Regions from separate parts of the Sus scrofa genome. Here all the other regions are linked to region 3. A link is a contact called in public HiChIP or PLAC-seq and promoter capture Hi-C data. All regions are on one chromosome and are shown on one strand. The core of a region is the stretch at or near the end of the contact, and the rest is flanking DNA. Distances in the headings are between cores, read along the strand shown. Region 1 holds the start of PIKFYVE (1-phosphatidylinositol 3-phosphate 5-kinase). Region 2 holds the start of FASTKD2 (FAST kinase domain-containing protein 2, mitochondrial). Region 3 holds the start of METTL21A (protein N-lysine methyltransferase METTL21A).

Region 1 (4,215 bases), core at 1,116-3,615, 580 kb after region 3:
TCGCAGCTGTGGCATAGGCTGGGGGCTACAGCTCCAATTGGCCCCCTAGCCTGGGAACCTGCATATGCTGCAGGAACGGCCCAAGAAATGGCAAAAAGACAAAAAAAAAAAAAAAGTGTCTGTCAAATGGCCATTTTATCATTGTTATCTTAAATCTGGAGGCCCCTTAGACTGAGGAGGCTCCAATGTTTTAGTAACCTATGTAAGCAAACCAAAACCCAAGCCTGTAATGCCTCAAGGTTAGAAATATGAAACCAAAGATAACCAATCACAAACAGCCACCTAGACTTTCCCAAATAAGCCATCAGCTCAAGCTATAACCAATCAAATAATTTTCTTGAGTTGCTTCAGCCTCTTTGTAAGTCTTTCCCCTAGCTTCTGTCCATGGAGTGCTTCTAACCTCTTTGCATTTGGGGATGCCCGATTTCTTGCTCAGATAAACTCTTAGACATTTTAATATGTTACCTTTTAACACCGTATATGGAGTTTCTTTTTTTAAAAATGATTTTTATTTTTTCCATTATAGCTGGTTTATAGTGTTCTGTCAATTTCTGCTGTACAGCAAAGTGACCCAGTCACACAGATATATACATTCTTTTTCTTGCATTATCCTCCATCGTGTCTCATCAAAAGTGACTAGATATTGTTCCCTGTGCTATACAGCAGGATCTCATTGCTTATCCATTCCAAATGCCATAGTTCACATGAGGTTTCTATATACATTAGTGTATTGACTGGGGTATCCTGTTCATTTGGTCTCTTGATTTAATTTACACTTCATGGTAGGTGTATGAAACATTCATGTCACCAGGCTAATTACAAGGGGTGGGTTTGCTTTTCTTTCTGTTTTTGGAAGGCATAGACTTGAGCATGTTTACAGGCTGAGGAGGAAGAGTTATTGAAAAAAGAGAGGTTGAAGATATGGTGGAAACTCCCACGGGAGATCTGAGAGGGTGGATTGAGAGCTGCGAAGATTGATCGGGGAAAGAAGAGGCTTCTTTCTCCCAGAGATGAGGACAGGAGTCAGGTCAGGGTAGATGTGGATGCAGGTAAATGTCATGGGGGTGGTTAGTTAGGAATCAGACCCAACACTTGGGTTATTTCATTTGTAGATGAAATTCTCTTGTTGAGTATGATAGTGAAGGTCACCAGTGGTGGCGTGGGGTAGCAGTAGTGAGGAATGGAAGAATTTGACTACCAACTCCCCGGCTGATTGCTGAGGGGCCCATCTGAAGATGGTGACCAGGATTTATACTGCTATCAGCCTTCAGGTTTGGATACTACTCTGAGAAGACACAACTCAAGGAAAACTGGGTGCTGATTTGCCAAAATTCTTGTGGGGAAAGGGCCTGCAGAATTAAATTAAAATAGCAAAATGATGGATAAGGCTGGTGAGGACGATAAAGCGAGACAGGGATTGGTGACTTTATTTGCGCCAGTCCTTGCAACAAAAAATTTCAGTGAAAAAATTAGCTGTAGAGCTAACATCACTTATTCTGGATTAGACACTATGCCAAATTCTTTTTTTTTTTTTTTTTTTTTGGTCTTTTTGCCTTTTCTAGGGCCGCTCCCGCGGCATATGGAGGTTCCCAGGCTAGAGGTCCAATCGGAGCTGTAGCCACCGGCCTACACCAGAGCCACAGCAACGTGGAATCCGAGACGCGTCTGCAACCTACACCACAGCTCACGGCAACGCCGGATCCTGAACCCACTGAGTGAGGCCAGGGACCGAACCCACAACCTCATGGTTCCTAGTCGGATTCGTTAACCACTGCACCACGACGGGAACTCCTATGCCAAATTCTTTACGTACAATGTTTTATTTAATCTTCAAAAAATTATCTGTGAAATGGGTACTGTCATTAACCCCATTTTACAGATAAGAGGTTTGGAACTTAAAGCAATAAGTAATTTGTTTCAGGTTACAGGGCTCATTGGCAGAATCACTCTAGTCTGACAACAGTTTTTGCTCTAGGTGCTCTATATTACTCAAAGGAACGTCAGTCCATAAGAATGCCGAGCCTGGTAATATATGTGTTCGATGATGTTGGTGCCCACATCATCGAACACATACGGTAACTGCAATCTAGTCAGCACCCATCCGCTGACCCGGCACGCGTGATGCTCACGCGCGCAGTCGCGGTGGCTTCCTCCAGAAAGGCTGAGGCGGCTTTATCTCGGTCAAGGTGTCGAGCACGACTCTATCTGGGCTGGACTCTTTCTGTCTGAGCGTCTGATCCGAACGTCCTGCAGGCGGGGCGGGGAGGGCGGAGCCGGGCCCTGGGAGAGTGGCGGATTGGAGGGGAGGAGGAACAGAGGGCGGAGCCTTGGGGGGGAAGCGAGAAGCCGCAGCAACCATGTAAGCAGCTTTGCTTCCTGCCGCAACCGCCGGCGGCCTGAGTAGCCGGCGCTGTCCTTTCTAGTCGCCTTCCTGCTCCAGAACTGGGTGAAGCCGAGGCTGGGGTGGAGGGAGGCCAGCGGGGCTGGGGCAGGAGGCGCAGGTAAGGGAGGGGGCCTGGCGCGCGGCCGGCTGGGCCTGAGGGTGGGGAGGAAGGCGGGTTTAAGAAGCTCTGGGGCGGAGCGGAGGGGAAATCCGAAGTGAAGGCGAGAGCTGGGGCTTCACTACCGCGGCTGGAGGCCGGGCTGTGGCCGAGGCAGGGCAAAGAAGAGCAGGAGAACCTGTCCCCTCAGTCAGCCGGCTCCTTAATTCCCCAGCTGCCCCTTGCCTGGCGAGTGGGGAAGGGAGCCGGGTGGGGCTGCGCTTTAAGAGGTTTCCTTGGAAACCTCTGAAGTTCCCTTGCTCCTCCTCTTGTCCCGTGCACTTGAGCTGGTTTCTGAGATGCATAGTCCAGTTCCTCCTCCCTCTGATGGATAAGCTCTGAGCCTTTCTTTCAGAGATGTATTCACAGACTGGGCAAGAAAGTTCCTAATTTGCAGAAACGACACTAACAATGGGGTTTCAAATATGTATATACTCCCTGCTTCTGCTATTTGAGGCTTTACCATGTGTACCTATGTTTCAAAGTCTCTTGAGGAGAGGATTTCCCAGTTCGTATTTTCCCCTTGTTTAGAACGTTCCCAACAAAAGGTCGAGAATGGAATATAAAAATGAGGCATCTCCTGTTCAGTACGTAAGTTATTATTAAGACATTCAGGAAATATGAGAAATACTGGAATTCAGTATTAAGTTATTTTTATTTACCTGATGAATATATATATGAAATTATCCTGTACTGATTCAGCGCCTCCTTTTGTAAAATTATTCCTGTACTGACCGCAGAGGTAGTTTCTTGGTATATTGTGCTGTCTTATTTTTGATTTATTTGAATCATATTTCTGAAATATTTGAGTCTTGTTTTCCGGCACTCCCAAACTCCCACTATAAAAATTCCAGCAAAAAATATTCTTAGTTTCTTTGGGTTGGATTCGAGTTTGTGACGAAGATGGGCGGGTGAAGTTTCTTCTGCAGAGAGAGTCTACTCTCCTGTGTCCTCCCTTTTTCTTCTTTCTGGGAAGTCATATGGATCATGTGGTTTTCCTTTAGAAAACCTTGATCTGTTGGTACATCGATCAAAAGTTGAACCAAAAAATCTTTGTAGGTGGAAAATAATGCTTCTAGTATTCAGCTGTCCTGCATTGTTAGGTATGTATTGAGTACTTAAAAAAAGTATTCGGTACTTAGAAATGACTGAGCTGATACTTGGATTTTTCTGTCTGTTAAAATTTTGTTTTGGCTCATGGAGCAGGCTTATTTTCAACATCTGATTAGCTTTTTGATAGTGGGTCTGCATACACTAGTAGGATTCCTCACTAGTGCTGCTGATACACGAGTGGTTTTTGAATGAGTAAGTTAATACTTATAATTACTTCTCGGATAGGAAAGCGTCCTAGTTTATATCGAAGTTTTAAGCTACCAGGTAATAAGGGTGGTAAGGCAGTTTTTTCAGGATCCTGATATCACTATGTAGTTATTGAGATGAACTCTGTGATTATATTTGTTTCAGAAATTACACTTGGTGAGTGTGCTCACGGTAATTTTTATCTTTTATCTTCAAAGCCTAATATGTGGGTGACCCTTAGGCGTGATGCTAAGACTCTGGGGAGGTTGCTGCCTCTGCTTCTCATGTTACTTGTGTCAAAAGTAGGATGTAGGGTGTTCTCCAAGGCCTTCAGGTTGTTTTTGAGGTCACATTATCCTTTCTCCCAAGTGAAGTC
Region 2 (3,959 bases), core at 14-2,513, 770 kb before region 3:
GTAACATTCTTTGTACATCTGCTTACCACTGTCTTCCCAGCATATCAGCCATTGCTCAAAAATATCCTTCTAAATGAATAAAGAGGCGAAGGAAATAGGTTTTTCAGATGGAAGATGTCAATTTGTTAATGCATCAAAGAGGCCAAATAAGACAGGGACTGGACAGCTTTTTAAAAATCATTGGTGACTTCAGCGAAGACCATTTCTGAAAGGATGTAGAAGTAGAAGCCAGACTGAGTGGAAGAAGGACCTGAAGATAAAAGAGCAGTCTACTCTTTTGAGAAACTTGCTGAAAAGAAAAGGAGGCAGGTGCAATAGCCTGTTGCAGTAAAAGTTCCTTCAGTGGCTTTCTGGATGCCAGGCAACATTTCCAATCCTTCTCCTCCATTGCTGACAACGTGTATTTCCTAAAATGCCAACTAATTAAGATATTCTCCTGATTAAAATTTTTAAATGACTCCTCATGGCTTTCAAGATACAGTTCAAACACCTTTGCTTGGTGTAACTGAAGTGCAAAGATCTGGCTCCTGCTCCCATTCTACCCCCAAGTCCACTCACTTCCTCTATATCCAGACCGTACCTTAGGCCTTGAGACTTGCAGCCTCTATGCCTTTTTCTGGAATGTTTTTTTTTATTCCAAATCCTCACAAACCAGCTCTTATAACACCTGCCAAAGCCCCGTGCACATGTCCCTCATTGCATTAATCACACTATACCAAAATTACTTGTTTACACGCTTCTGTATCCCACAAGACTGAAAGGCCCTCGAAGGCAGGAATGTCTTTCCCCTCACTGTGTCCCCTGCTTCCATCAGTGCTTTGCACACAATCACTGCCCAATAAACATCTTTGAATGAAAGCGTAAGAAAGCCAGGGTGGTCCATGTAAAGTCTGGAGTTGCTAGAACAGAGGCCAATTAAGAAGATCACTGCCAAGGGGCCATAGGAGGTGAGCAGTTGTTGCTGTTCTGAGCGATCTCCAGAGGGACGCGGGGATCACTCACCCGCGAGCACGAATTTGGCCATGAAGTTGGGATGCAGCAGCTGGAACCGCGGCTTCACGGTTTCCAGGCAACCACGACGCCAGGACCCAGCGCAGGCGCACTCCGAAGTTGAGCGAGAAGTTTTGACTCCCAGCTGGAGAAGTTAGGTGTTAGGCTACAGGGTTTTACACTGCTATTAAAAGTTCTGTGGTCTCCACCCTTTCTATCCCTGCAGCTAAGAAAAACCAATCATTCTTTTCGTGAAACTAAGTAATTCTTTCCAAGCGCCGCGAACGTACACTTTTTGACCTATGAAGGATCCGTAAAATCTCGCGATACTCTCCGCTCTCGGGGAAGTGGTGGTGGCTGTGCCTTGGTAAGACCACGGGGTTCTAGTCTAAGGTGAGTGGAGGACTGGTATAGGTGGAACAGTTGGCCGTACGCCCTAGACCGCTTGTCTTTTGGAGAAGGGTCTCAGGAGTTGCCCCAGAAGTGAGTCTCGGGTGGTGGGTTAATACTGGAACGCACAGCTCCGGAAGGACGGACTCCGGACATGGGTCCTGAGACCCGGTGAGAGTAGCTGGTGTATCTCCCTCCCAAGCGCCAGCCATATGTAGACATCACTCTATTTTGCTGCTTCCTCTCCTGAGCTGTTCTGTTTGTCCAAGTCCTTATTCCTAATAGTCCGTGTTTCAGCCGTTGTTAAATCTTCGTGTTAAAAAGTAGCCATCAATGTTAAACGCTTTTCATTGAAGACACCGCCAAGGCAGTGGTAACATAAAACCCCTTACTGCAGAGGAAGCTTTGTAGGAAAACTTTTCCATTAGCAACCCACATCATTTTTTTTTTTTTTTCCAAAACCTTAGTTTACACAAAAACAACTTCCAAAGTAACTGCTCCTTTATGGACTGTGTGTACACACTGTTGTAGAAGTATGGAAGCCCATACTGATAAATGGTTTCACCCTTTTAACATAAATCTTGAATATTTTCCTAGATTCCCACTTTAGTCTCTGTTGAATGCATTTCGTATTTTTAAGTAGAAGTTTTATTCTAATTCTTATTTCTTTCCTAACGCTTTCCCCTACAGGAAATGATGGCATGTGCTCTCTTTCCTTAGTAGAAGTGACAGCGACATGTGAGTCATATTGAGGACTTTAAAGCCATTTGAAAGTGTTTCGGTGGCTAGCAAAATGAATAACAGAACAGGTTCCTTTTTATGGAACCTCAGACAATTCAGTAGTTTAGTTCCATCCGGCAGAACTGTGAGGCTGTATCCTTTGGGATTTTGCAGACGACAAATTGTTTATTTAAACTGGAACCAAAGAAGCCTTTTAAATAACTTTGGTAATAGAATGCAGTCATCTATTAGATGTCTCTTTCAGAATGCCTTAATTTTTAAATCTGGAGGTGATGACTTTCAAACAAAGGGCATAAGCACTGCAACAGTCTTTACAGTTGACAGACCACTTTGTTCTAGAAGACTGTCCTTTGACTCAAATCACCCTCTTGCTGCTGATAATGGATTGAAGAAAAACTTTCAACATAAGGCCTCCAAGGAGGATGTTCTCACCAAGGGAACAAAACCGGCCCGGATCAGCTGTAGCACACTGTCTCAGGAGTGTAATTCCCTGAGTGATGTGTTAGATATATTTTCCAAAGCACCTAGGTTTCCTAGTAGTAACTATTTCTCAGCCATGTGGATAGTTGCCAAGAGGATGTCCAGTGACCAGAAGCGCTTTGAGAAACAACTGATGTTTAACCACCCTGTGTTTAGCCAGCTGTGTGAACAAGCTATGAGAGAAGCCAAGATCATGCACTACGACGACCTCCTGTTCAGTCTTCATGCCATAGTGAAGCTCGGGATTCCTCAGAACACGCTACTCGTACAGACTTTGCTGAGGGTGGTCCAGGTAAAATCAAGATATACCTGTTTTAGCATATCTTGAAAGAGTAATAGGAAATAGATATGTAGCCTACTTGAAAGAAACTTATTAGGGAAATGGTAGTGTATATTTGTTTCTACAAATTATATCATTTAGAGACCTTAAGTTAGCTAGACTTGCTGTTGCTTTAGAAATTTATGACACCTTGCCCCATTTTTCTTCTCCAGAATTGAGTAATAGTGATAAGCTAAAATGAGAGATAAAATATACAAGGCAAGTTTAGGTAGTTGAAGGGGGAAGGGAAGGGAAGTAATATGTATTGAGTACCTATACCTTTTACTTCCTTAGTTGTATTTAATCTTCTCATTAGCTTCCTATGGTTGATGTTACCTCAGTTTTGCAGGTCAGGACCTGGATTTTGTGTTAAGCAACTTAGCCGAAGTCTTATAGCTAGTGGATTTGTTTATTCATGCAGTAAATATTTATTGATTGTTAACTATGTATCAATTACTACACTTGTTAACTAGGATGTAAAGATATAGAAGACGTGATTCCTGCCCTTATAATCTAGAGCGGCTGACAGATTTATTGTAGGTAATTGCAAAAATAACCAACATTTGTTTAGTGAATCTTACATGTACCTTGTTATAGGCATTATGCTGAACATACGGAGTAATTACAGTTATAAAATAATGGCCACAAAATTTGGTTGTGATGATCGTTGTACAACTGAAAACAAACAAGAAAAACAATGGCCACATAGAGTTGTCAGTGCACCGAATGAAAAATATACAGAGTGTGTAACAGGGGCTTCAAACCTAGTCAGGAGAAGGCTTTCATGATGGGAAGAGGTGCTGGGGAAGAGGATACAGGATTACTGTTTGAAGCAGTGATGTGTACAGAGTTTGAAAAGAGGATTGCCTCATGTAATTCCCCAGTGTATCTTTTAAAAATAGGTATCGTTACTTTCACTTACCTATAAGGAAATCTAGGCTTAGAGAGGTTAAGTAACTTGCCCAAGGTCACATATCTGTTAATGTCACTGTTTGTAGGTACTTGAGGAATATTTGCTGAGGTGGGTGAACAAATACCT
Region 3 (4,014 bases), core at 636-3,135:
AGAGGAAAAAGAAGCAATTATGGTATAATTGTTTGATCCTTACAACTATGGAAAACTTCAAGAAAACACATGCTCGTCACTTTCGGCTTCGTTACTTTACAATATTCTTTGTGCAACGTTAAACTTAATGTGAAACCTAAATGAATGAGTGTCCCAAACAGGGTCTCCAGCTTTCTTTTCAGTCTTCCTTCTTCCCAATGGGTAAATTGCTGGCAAGTCACTTCGTTTCTCTCAGCTTTCTTTATTCACCCTTAAAACACAATCTATTTGGTGGTAAGGGAACAGGGAATTGATTCTAATAGTTTTTTTTGTTTTGTTTTGTTTTTTTGTCTTTTTGCCTTTTCTTGGGCCGCTCCTGTGGCATATGGAGGTTCCTGGGCTAGGGTTCGAATTGGAGCTGTAGCCATCAGCCCATGCCAAAGCCACAGCAACACAGGATCTGAGCCGCGTCTGCAACCTACACCACAGCTCACAGCAATGCCAGATCTTTAACCCACTGAGCAAGGCCAGGGATCGAACCCTCAACCTCATGGTTCCTAGTCAGATTTGTTAACCACTGTGCCACTACAGGAACTCCTAGAAATTTTTTTGAAGGGAGTGGGATGATGAAATGTTTTCAATTGAGTGTGGCGACAGTTGGGCCACTCCGTGGATTTACTTAAGAAAAAAAAAAACAAAAACCAAACTACTTTAAATAGATGAAATGTACGGTATAGAATTATATCCCAATAAAACTATTATTAAAAAAAAATAAAGACCAGTCTTATAATCAGTTGCTGGAGGCTCCCCCCGGGGGTTACTTACCGCGTCCCAAACCACGGCAGCGACTCCCAGCTGCTTCCAGTCCTGCTGGATCTGGATCCTGTGGTTTGCAAAGGAGAAGGTGGCAAGAGGCTTGTGGAATCTCTGCAGCCCCATTCCTGCGGTCTCCTCATAGGGCACCAGGGCCATCTCGTCCGAGCCCAGCTCCCTGCTCCCTCAAAGCTGTGGAGCAAAAGAATTCTGCGTGATGCTTCTAGCCAGAAAAAGTATTATTACCTCTTAAGTAGCTACAATTGCTTTCTTAAGGTCATTTTACGAGTTCAAAATAATTAACACTCGAGGAAAGAAGCCTTTGTCTCATTCCTTTTACATGGCTCTTCTGGGAAGTGAGATATCGCTCTGAGTTCGTGCTGTAGCCGCTCGACGAATTCGCAGCTGAGCGAAGAGTGAGCAAAGTAGAGGTGACAGCCCAGGACTGCGGAGAAAGTAGCGCTTTCTAAACTGCCGGGGCCCGTGTAGACTGCAGCTGCAAGCCGCTGCGTTGGGCAGGGCATTATATTGTTGTTTCTTTCTTGGTCTTCCTTGCTCTCTCTAAATCGTTGCGTTCAAGAGCGACCCCACAGACGTCTGAACTTAAATGAAGGGTTAACGGTAAGATTATCCCGCTTTACGACACCAGCCGGCTATACACGCTCAACGCAGTTACATTTCTTGCACTGGAAGTGAAAGACGCTAGTGGATTCCGAGTCGCTTTCAGCGAGCGAGACCCCGGGTCCAGGATAGATTGGGGCACCGCGGCTCGGAGACCTCCTCATAGTCTTGACCCCCGCCCGCCCCACTGAAGGTCCGACAGGTACGTACGTCCTTCCCGCGGGCCCCAAAGCTGCGGGAACCGGCGGGATCGGGCCGGGAGCTACGGATCCCCAGACGCGCGGGCTTCCTGCCCCATCTCGGGAGCGCCCGCGGCCTCCCTGCCGAAGGCCGAAGGCGCGCTCAGCGTCCCAAGAGCCGGGCGGGCTACACACCCCGGCCGGCAGCGCAGCCTCCCCTCTACCTACGGCTCCCGAGGCGGCGCCGGGTTGGTGCGCGCGTTGCTCTCCCCGCCCCGAGGTCGGCGGCGGAAATGACCCGCGCGCGGAGGTGGGCAGCCCGCGCTGGGGCCACGCGTTTCCGGCTCCCCGCCTTCCCAGCTCCCCGCCTTCCCAGGACAAGTGCTGGCTGGGGGCGGGCCCTCCCCCGCGTGGGTCCCCAGGGGATTGCGGCCAAGTCAGTTTCCCGGGGGGCCCGGGAGAGCGAGGTGCAGAGCCGCGGGCGGGAGCGCCGAAGGCGTGGGTACCGTGGCGACCGGGGAGTGGGAGGCCGCCCACCTGGTGCTGGGGCCGCTTATCTATGCGCTCGTTTTGGCGCGCGCGTCTTTTTGTGTGTGTTTCTTAAACGTGTGTGTTTGCCTGTTTTTAGTTTTAAGGGTGGCTAGTTAGCGGGTGTAGGAGAAAATTCGCTCCAAAGAATACGTGGTCACCCATCCGTCCTTGTATTAGCAAAGTGAGGTTCGAATTGGTGCAATCCGGCGCTCCGTGGCGGTAGAGTGGGAAACGTGACAAAGCCCTTCTCAACTAGAGAGCAAAAGCCGAGCGGGGCGCCCGGTGTAGACCGGAGGTCCAGGTCTTCCTTCCTCCCCGGACAGAAAGTTAGCGCCCCTGGCTTGGGAACGAACACCCGTTCTCCAGACGAAAGTTGCTGAGAGTGTGGCACCTGGCCGCAGGCCCTTGGGAAGCGCTCAGCTTGAAGTGAGCACCCAAGAATGTGACGGCGGCAGGGGCCGCATCCTTCTCTCCGAAAGATTCTTTCTCTTCTCGGATCTGGACTCCCAGCCGCCGTGACCCCCCCGCCGCCGCACTCTCAGGAGAGGGCGATTTTCAGCTCTCCCTGCACGTTGGAATAAACCGGAGCGCTTTTCATCTCCGCAGACCAGGACTCTGCCAGGGGAAAGTTTCAGCTGGTGTGCGGTGGGACCCGAGCCTTGGCATTTTTTTTTAGAGCTTTCCTGGTGATTGCGCCCCGCGGCCACTGGTTAGAAGCTTGAGCCAGACCTAAACCACCCCCTCTCCTCGCATCCCGCAGGGGGCGTGCCGGGCTCTGTCCACATTTCCTTTTCCTTCCTGGAGGAGGGAGGCGTGGGTGGGGCCCTGGGACTGCAAAGTTGATTTGAACGGAACTTTGAAGGTCACTGGTGAAGGTCTTTTACTCTTTTTTTTTTCTTTAGCTTTGCTTCTTTATTATTAATTTTTTATGTGATTGAGTTTATTTTTGAGAGCAATGTTTTTTATTTTATAATGATTTTTATTTTTTCATTATAGCTGGTTTACAGTGTTTTGTCCATTTTCTACTGTACAGCAAGGTGACCCACTCACACATACATGTATACATTCTATTTTTGAGGGCAATTTTAAGTTCACAGTAACGTTGGCAAGATTTCCCACACACTCTCTGTTCCATGCATAGCCTCCCTCATTATCAACATCTCCCGCTAGGATGGTACATTTGCTCCAACTGATAAACCTACACTGACACATCATTGTCACCCAAAGACCACAGTTTATGCATTAGAGTTCACTGTTGGTGTTATATATGTTGTGAGCGTGGACAAATGTAGAAGATGTGTATCCACCATTATAATATCATACGGAGTAGTTAGTTGTACTTCCTAAAAAATCCTCTGTCCTCTACACATCAACTTTGGCAACCACAGATTTTTTTTTTTTTAAACTATCCATAGTTTTCCTTTTTCCAGAACGTCATATAGTTGGAATGGTTCAGTACGTAGCCTTTTCAGATTGGCTCTCTTCACTTAGTGTGCGTTTAAGATTCCTCCATGTCTTTTTTTTATTGTTTGCTCTTTCTTTTTAGTGCTAAATGACAAACATTCCAGTGTAGTACAGTTTATCCATCTATCCTTTAAGGGACATCCTGGTTGCTTCCAGGTTTTGGCAGTTATGAGTAAAGCTGCTATAAACATTCCTGGGCTTTTCAGTGGATGTAAGTTTCTAGGTCCTTTGGGGAGATATCAAGGAGCATCATCCTTGAGTCACCGAAAGAGTGTGTTTAGTTCTATAAGAAACTGCCAAACTGTTTCGAAGTGACTGTACTCTTTTGCAATCCCACCAGAAACGAGAGTTCCTGTTGCTCACATCCTTACCAGCATTTGGTGGTGTCAGTGTTTTGAATTTTGGCCATTCTGATGGGCTTTTAGTG

Evidence for each region. Promoter capture Hi-C pulls out the DNA fragments that hold promoters and counts their contacts. HiChIP or PLAC-seq counts read pairs in DNA pulled down with a chosen protein or histone mark.
Region 1: a contact with region 3 is called in an H3K27ac HiChIP or PLAC-seq map of alveolar macrophages. The contact joins the promoter of PIKFYVE here to the promoter of METTL21A in region 3. A contact is called at or near these places in 2 of 47 Hi-C or Micro-C datasets (embryonic fibroblasts and epiblast stem cells) and 2 of 2 datasets of contacts at active chromatin or transcription factors (alveolar macrophages and skeletal muscle).
Region 2: a promoter capture Hi-C map of liver shows a contact between it and region 3, with 4 times the contacts expected there. The contact joins the promoter of FASTKD2 here to the promoter of METTL21A in region 3. A contact is called at or near these places in 3 of 5 promoter capture datasets (fetal liver, fetal skeletal muscle and liver) and 1 of 2 datasets of contacts at active chromatin or transcription factors (skeletal muscle).

Annotation. Positions count from the first base shown.
Region 1 is chr15:111,369,852-111,374,066 of Sscrofa11.1, forward strand. PIKFYVE (1-phosphatidylinositol 3-phosphate 5-kinase) reads left to right here and starts at 2,366. Exons shown (of 43, transcript XM_013984434.2): 1 at 2,366-2,501.
Region 2 is chr15:110,020,135-110,024,093 of Sscrofa11.1, forward strand. FASTKD2 (FAST kinase domain-containing protein 2, mitochondrial) reads left to right here and starts at 1,264. Exons shown (of 12, transcript XM_005672124.3): 1 at 1,264-1,383; 2 at 2,071-2,893. The coding sequence starts at 2,174. MDH1B (putative malate dehydrogenase 1B) reads right to left here and starts at 1,103. Exons shown (of 12, transcript XM_021075195.1): 1 at 1,003-1,103.
Region 3 is chr15:110,787,581-110,791,594 of Sscrofa11.1, forward strand. METTL21A (protein N-lysine methyltransferase METTL21A) reads right to left here and starts at 1,886. Exons shown (of 4, transcript XM_003133611.4): 1 at 1,624-1,886; 2 at 805-984. The coding sequence starts at 951.